Linked DNA regions of Canis lupus: region 1 is linked to region 2. A link is a contact called in public Hi-C data. All regions are on one chromosome and are shown on one strand. Each heading gives the region's core, a stretch centred on a gene start, on an enhancer-like site or on the middle of the called end of the contact. The rest is flanking DNA. Distances are from core to core; before and after follow the strand shown.

Evidence for each region. A called contact is a pair of places that touch in the nucleus more often than the background predicts.
Region 1: a contact with region 2 is called in a Hi-C map of blood, with 1.9 times the contacts expected there. The contact joins the promoter of LACTB2 here to the enhancer-like site in region 2. A contact is called at or near these places in 2 of 9 Hi-C or Micro-C datasets (amygdala and blood).

The regions. Positions count from the first base shown.
Region 1 is chr29:20,229,772-20,233,479 of UU_Cfam_GSD_1.0, forward strand. LACTB2 (endoribonuclease LACTB2) reads right to left here and starts at 1,677. Exons shown (of 7, transcript XM_038579500.1): 1 at 1,492-1,677. The coding sequence starts at 1,613. The region is part of intron 2 of XKR9 (XK-related protein 9); the gene reads left to right.
Region 2 is chr29:19,764,621-19,768,631 of UU_Cfam_GSD_1.0, forward strand. It overlaps NCOA2 (nuclear receptor coactivator 2), which reads right to left. Exons shown (of 23, transcript XM_038579485.1): 14 at 1,772-1,990. Among named protein-coding and RNA genes, the nearest start is that of PRDM14, 63 kb to the left of the region's middle. Within about 2 kb of position 2,256, at least 3 of the 20 cell types and tissues checked have an H3K27ac peak or open chromatin away from gene starts, as enhancers often do. A contact at or near this core is called in blood, where this site is marked.

The sequences.
Region 1 (3,708 bases), core at 427-2,926, 460 kb after region 2:
CTACCCCACGAGTTTATGTGAGTGGCAGTGTAAGTGGTGTAAAGTGGGAGACCATGAATGTCTTCCCTCAGTCACTTTCAGGTTCTTTGTCTCTTAGCATAACCACTTTGCTATACTGAATGTGGTTCCAGTGTTTAAAGATACAGTATGTATTTTTCATACAACATGGCCCCTAAACGCAAGCCAACTTCTTCATCTGGTTTTCAAACAGAACCAGCCATCTGCTTCATTGCTGGAAGAAAAGCAGGCTGCACCTAACTTATTATGAGATAGCACACAACCTCTAACACAGCGCCTCCAAAGAGACTTCTTAGGGTAATTTTGAGTACGTTTAATTTTTAGAATACATACTGATTAGCACTACCTCAACATGACACACCAAAGAGAAAAGAGAATGCCTGTGGACTTCTTGGGGTGAGGGAGTCCCAGCCAAGACAGACTCTTACCCTAGACCTAAGGTATTTTTTTCTGAATTCTCAATCCTCCTAGATTCTGGAGGCAGCCTAAAGCTCCTGTACCTACTTGACCCTGCCTTGTTTATTCTGAACCTAACTTTTGCTTGTCTGACTTCAGTACTTCCAGTCCCTTCATCTTGCTCCACCTAAAAATCTGTGACTAGTAAAAGGCAGCAGATACTTCAAATGGAAACTCAAATCATTATTAAACTGTTTTCAGAAATCAATTATATTAACACATCTTGTAATACACAACTAAATTTTATGCTCAAGGGGGAACTGTATCTTACTTTTACCTTGTACTAAGTAAAGACCATGCATGTAAAAACTGATGCACACTCGGGCAGCGCACCACATCTCCCCACTTCTGCATAATTCACTAAAACAATGCGGGTGAACAAGAGAAAAATTCAGAAAGGCTACCCCACCTGCAAAATAAATGGGGCTATACTATAGTCACAAAAACCCAAATCAGTTAGTTTGGCTCCTCTTTCCCGAGTCGCTAAGGGGCTCTTTCACAGACTCGAGCAATCTGGAAACAAGAAAATCCTGCCCTCTGCTGCTGAGTTAAGAAAAAGGCCTCCGCACAGTTCACCGCTTTTGGGAAGTGTTAAGCTACATTCTGAGCAAAACACTAGCGGAAGTCACAAGGTGAGCAAAGTCACATGCCCTCCCGGATTCTTAACTCCAGGCGATCCTAATTTCGCAACAGCTTAGACACTCACCCTGGCATTCCACATCAAGCAAAGTCAACTGGGTTTCAAAAACAGGAAGGGTTTCTTTTTTTTTTCTTTTTTTTTCCCCTCCTTCTTCATGATGTCTCCCTCATTAGCCATTTTTTAAGTTAGAGAGGTTACCCTCTGGCATCGCGGTGCTTTAGGAGGGGTCCCGGGTGGGGCAGCGCGGCCGGGGCTGGAGCCGAGCCGCCCGCTGCAGAGGACGCCCGCCCCCTCCGCCCCCGGCCGGCAGCCGTGCCCGCGCCCGCTCCGCGCCGCGCAGGCCGAGGGGTTGGTCGGAGAGGAACAGGGCCGTTTACCTGGTGCCGACCCCTACCAAGTAGGTGTTGGTGCCCTGCAGGGTCATGGGCCCCGGGTTACAGCCCAGGACGCGCACCACCCGGCCGGACAGCCGCTCGATGCGCTGCAGGACCGCAGACATGCCTACACCCGCCGCAAGCCGAGCGCCGAACTGGCCGCGGGGCCGCGGCGCGGGGTGGAGACGGGGCGGGGCCAGCGGGCGGCCCGACGCAGCGCGAGCGGGGCGGGGGGCGGGGCCGGGCGTCACGTGACGCCGCCGGGGCTCCGCAGGCGGAGGCGGGAGGCGGGCGGCGGGCGAGGGCGCGTGGCGCGTGGCGCGTGGCGCGAGGCGTCTTGAGGCGAGGCTGCGTCCCGCCGGCCGAGCGCTGCCGCGTGTCACGGAGCCTGGCGCCTTCACGGGAGTCTGTGGCCAGGTCATCCCGGTGGACGAGAGACCTTTTGACCCGGGGAGTCTTGTGGCGGAGCACAGGGCAGGCAGGTGTGGGGGGCGCTGCGGGACGCGAGACCCTGGGGCGGGTGGCTTGTTACTTTCGGGCAGCGGCGGGGCGTGGGCGGGGCGTGGGCGTGGGCGGGGGCAGAACGCTGTGCGCCCCCTGTCACGGCGGCAGCTCGTGTTTCCTCAGTGTTTACCGCCGGGCTAACGCCGTCTCGTTTAATCCTCACGACAACACGAAGAGGAAGGCGCTATTTTTGGGGTCTGCCTTACAGATGAGAAAACGGAGACTGGGAGACCTGCCAGTGACAGCTGTGGCCCCCCGCCCCCGCCCCCGGCGTCGGAAGGCTCGTCCCTAGCCCTGGCCCTCGCATTGGCCCCCAGCGCGTCAGACTCGAGGAGCTTGCGGCTCCCGCCGCGTGAGGCTCCTGTGCAGACGCCTAGGTCGGCCCTGAGGCGTTTTCTCCGCGAGGACTTTCTCGCTACTAACTACCGCTCCCTATTAAAAAAAAAAAAGAAATCGAGTTACAGTTTTTACCTAGGAGGAAATGCACAGATCCTACGACCCGTTTCTTTGAATTATGATCATTGTACGTAAGCACAACCTCCAGAGAGATCTGGCATGTATCCCCCGCCGCAGCCCGCCGTCTTTTTCAAAATGAGAAATTGATAGATGCTTGCGCTTTCTAAAACTTAGGAAACGTATTTTAACTTTTTTTTTTCTGCAGATTTTTTTTTTTTTTAAGATTTTATTTATTCATGACAGACAGAGAGAGAGAGAGAGAGGCAGAGACACAGGCAGAGGGAGAAGCAGGCTCCATGCAGGGAGCCCGACGCGGGACTCGATCCAGACACTCTTAGGATCACACCCCAGGCTGAAGGTGGTGCTAAACCAGGGCCACCAGGGCTGCCCTTTGCAGATGTTTCTAAAGAAAATACAATTTGTACAGTATTTTACAAATCGTTAGTTTTTTTTTTTTAATGGCGAAAAAATTTAGATTTATAGCTGGCTGGACTCAGCTTAGATGATCCCAATTTTGTTGGCAACATCCAAAGCATCATAGTCAGGAGCCAGTTGAACATATACTTTCTTTTCTCCATCAGGCCTGATCAAGGTGTTGACCTTGGCCGCATCCATGTCATAGAGCTTCTTCACAGCCTGTTTGGTGCTTATTGGCCTTGACATCCACAATGAACACAAGTGTGTTGTCTTCTATTTTCTTCTCAGTAGTCAGGGGGAACTTGCTGATGGCATAGTGATCAAGCTTGTTTCTCCTGGGGGTGCTCTTTCGAGGATATTTGGGCTGCCTTCGTAGACGCAGGGCCTTGGGTCGTCGTCGGAATGTAGGTGATGTAGGGATCTTCTTTTTTTGTGACTGTGCACGCCTTTCAGAACTACTTTCTTAGCTTTCAAAGGCTTTGGCTTCGGCTTTGGGAGGGGCAGGGGCTTCCTTCTTTTTTTTTTTTTTTTATGATAGGCACACAGTGAGAGACAGAGAGGCAGAGACACAGGCAGAGGGAGAAGCAGGCTCCATGCACCGGGAGCCCGACGCGGGACTCGATCCCGGGACTCCAGGATCGCGCCCTGGGCCAAAGGCAGGCGCCAAACCGCTGAGGGGCTTCCTTCTTTGTCTTCGGTGCCATCTTCGAGAAAAGGCTAGGTTTTGTTTGTTTTTTTAATAAAGATTTTATTTATTCATGAGAGAGAGAGAGGCAGAGACACAGGCAGAGGGAGAAGCAGGCTCCATTAGGGAATCCAATGTGGGACTCAATCCCAGGTCTC
Region 2 (4,011 bases), core at 1,006-3,505:
CATCTACACCCAACATGAGGCTCAAACCTACGGTCCTGAACTCAAGAGTCACATGCTCTACCAACTGAGCCAGCTAGGTGCCCCTTAATTATGATATTTAAATGAATGAATCAATACATTAAAAAATTTTCCAGTTTAATTTTACATGAAAATCTGGTCATTTTTAGCATTGTTCCATAGCAGCCTCAAAGCATACGAATTTATGTTTGGAAACCACTCATCAATTTGAACCACTCATCCTTCTCTGCAGGAAGGCTATCTGAACGTCACCTCTCAGAAACAAGTCAAAATGTGCTGAGCAATTACATAACTAGGTAAGAAAGCGGAGGCCAGAAGTAGGATGAGAATTCTGCGTTGTCTTGTCAAAACAATCCTGGTACCTTTCCGATAATGATTTAGTGCTTACTCATTGCACAATATCTAAGTATATGAAGAAGTACATAAACATTAACTTATCTGAATTATGCTAATATGCAAGATTTAGAAGAAGGCTAATGTAAGTGATTAAGAAAATATCACTCAAGTGTGAGTTGTACAGACCATGAATTATTTTTTCAGACCATGAATTTTTTTAAACAGCTTTACTGAGATATAATTCACATGGCACATAACTCACCCATTTAAAGTATATGACTTAGTGAGTTTCAGTAAATTTGCAGGGTTGTACAACCATCATGACAATTGGGTTTAGAATGTTCTCATTCTCCCAAAAAGAAGCCCCATGACCATTAGGAGTCACTCCCCATGTTCCCCACACCCCAAACCCTAGGCAACCACTTATCTATTTTCTTTCACTACAAATTTATCTATTCTGGGCATTTCATACAAATGGTATCATATAATCTATCAGGGCATTAATTTTAATAACACATGAACTGTATCCAATAGAATTTTGGGGATGCCTGGGTGGCTCAGCAGTTGAGCATCTGCCTTTGGCTCAGGGCATAATCCCGGGGTCTCAGGATCAAGTCCCACATCAGGCTCCCTGCGAGGAGCCTGCTTCTCCCTCTGCCTATCTCTCTCTGCCTTCTCTCGGTCTCTCATGAATAAATAAAAATCTTTAAAAAAAAAAAAGAAAAAAGAATTTTAGTGATCCTCACGTTTCGTGAGATAGTCTAGAAGACCTTGTACCTTCAGAGAGGACCCTGGAAAGTCTGGTTTAATAGTCTAGGATGGTGGCTCAAGAATCTGCATCTTAATGTCCTGAGATGATTCTGATAATCACCCAGAGTTAGGACCAATTCTGAAACATTGAAATATTAAAAAAAAAAATATATATATATAAAACATTTACAGTATGATACTCCAATTCACTTCCCAGAAAAGTTGAGATTAGACAATTTAATAAAAATACAACATCACATAGGTAGTTGGTTCTCTAATGTAACTAGAAAGCTTTTGAGATTCTATGATTCTATACAGAGTTCCAGCAAAAATCTCACTTATGACAGCTTGACATGAGGGGAATCACCTAAATTGCAAATGAGGAGCATATCTTAAAATAATTTTTGGAGCTCTTATTCTTTTCTAAGAAAGCATGAAAATTAAAAGCAAAGAGCACTAGAGGGGCACCTGGGTGGCTCAGTCCATTAAGCGTCTGCCTTCTGTTCAGGTCATGATCTCGTGTCCTAGGATTGAGCCCTGTGTCAGCTCCTTGCTTAATGGGCCTGCTTCTTCCTCTCCTTTGCACCCCCCCTCCTTGTGTTCTCTCTCTCAAATAAAGAAATAATCTTTAAAAAAAAAAAAAAAAAAAGCACTACAACTATCTTACCTATATTCATGACCTGAGACTGAAGCATCTGTCTTTGGCCAGGCTGGCTGTTGGGTCTCATGGGGATGCTGGCTGTTGGGTTCCGAATCATACCTCCTTGGATTGGCCGGTTCATGGCACTGGTGGTAGCAGCAGCACAGGTGACTCTCACAGCAGAACTCTGTGGTGCCCATTCCCCAGATGGCATAGTGGGCCGGGAAGCATTACTACCAATCATTCCTGTAGGCAAGCCAAAGGAAACTGAGACATGGAGTAACTGAAAACATAGTCAGCACGTATGAACACTAGATGAGCCTACTGTGTATAAGACAATCACTCTGTAATACACAGCCCAAGAGTTAACGCCCCTGTTGGGACAGACACGGACCCTCAGCTAAGAAACAAGAGTTGGCAATTTCAACAGTTTTTCAAAGCATAGACTTGCCACTCTTTAGAGTTCGGAAAAGCTGTTAAAATTGTTCCCATATGTACTTAGAAACAGGTGCTGTGGTGTGTGGATAACCCCAACTTCCTTCCTCAGGAAGTGAATCACATTAGCTGATCTACACGTCAATGCTTTACTTTCCAAAAGGGAGGTACGGTAGAGAAACAAGGTTTAAACTGATAATCAATACTCTAATTATAAACCCAAATCACAGAATATCCCATGAAGCTGATGTCAGGTTTTTATTTTTTTAATTTTAATTTTAATTTTTTTATGATGTCAGGTTTTTAAATCCCCAAATCCCTTTCAGAGTATTATAATTTGTTAAGCTTCAAAAGTGACCATGGTAGCCTCTAAAACATGAAGAATTTACAGGATCTTTCTTCTACAGTTTTTTATATCCAAGGCAAGAGACTCCTACTTTTATAGGTTAACTTCAATATACCTGGACTAACACATTCCTAATTATATAGCTCTAGAATGGGTTAGGGCAGATTGGTAAAGATCCTTTTACACTTGAGATATTAATAGTTATGCGGCCACACTTAACAATAAGAGCATAATACTCCAAGGATCAAGGATCCTTGTGTTTGGTCTCTCTGGCCTAGCCCCTGGGAATGCTGACAGTGGCTAAATATTTGCTAAGACTTGATATTCTAAAGGGGAAAAACTCCCAAGTAAGAACCTCTCATTTTGAAATGTTTAGTGATGGATATATAAAAGTTCTACTTTCATTATGGGGCACCTGGGTGGCTCAGGATCATGATCCCAGGATCATGGGATCATCCCAGGTCCTGGGATTGAGCCCTGCAGTTGGGCTCCCTGCTCAGTAAGGAGTCTGCTTCTCCCTCTGCCTCTCATCTTCCACCACTTGTGCGTTCTCTCTCTCAAATAAATAAAATCTTAAAAGAAAAAACAGAAGTGCTGCTTTCAAATAGATGGCTTGCTTTCATTTACTTTTAATTATGATAACTAAAAATAGAGTATATTTAAGAAATGGAGAGTACATGTATTGTGGGTGGATTTTCATTGGTGAAATGAGAATGTGCTACATTAGGATTATTAAGAATAAAAGGTAATTAAGTTCACTGAAAAAGTTAGAGTATTATAGTAATATATAATTTTAAAATTTTATTTAAAGATTTTATTTACTTATTTGAGAGAGACAGAGCACAAGCAGGGAGAGGGGCTCAATTCCAGGACCCTGAGATCATGACATGAGCCAAAGGCAGATGCTTAACCAACTGGGCCACCCAGGTGCCCCAGAGAATAATACATGTTTTAAAAAAACATCTGAAGATTAAATTTGAACTACACAAATGTATTATGGGAGAAAAGGCATTGTATTTTTCAAAAAATCTAGCCTCTAAATAATATAACAAGATTATAGCAAGTCTAGAAAGCAGAAGGAAAAATGACCTGTAATTCAACAATATCCATGCAATTATAGTAACTGGGGTCTACAAATCTTTCAGGCTTTTTCTTTTTCTTCTTTGAAACAAAGCACAGGCATTGTATGATCTTCAGAGTCTGGACACCAGTTATCTCTAGGCTGTCCAGATTTCAAAACAGGTGTATTCCTAAATTCCTCCTTATAAGAACTCAGGTCTTCTTTGTGTTCTGCTAATAAGGAGGAACCTTTAATTAAGTCATTGGCTCCTTTTCTGTTATAGGATGTTGCGTAAAGCGGTATTTTGCTTATATAAATCAATACTTTATTTTAAAATATAAAATTCATATTTTTATAATATCTATTTCTTTCAATGCTTTTGTCCTGAGTACTTCATTTTGACAAAGGAAGAATGCTGTAAATTGT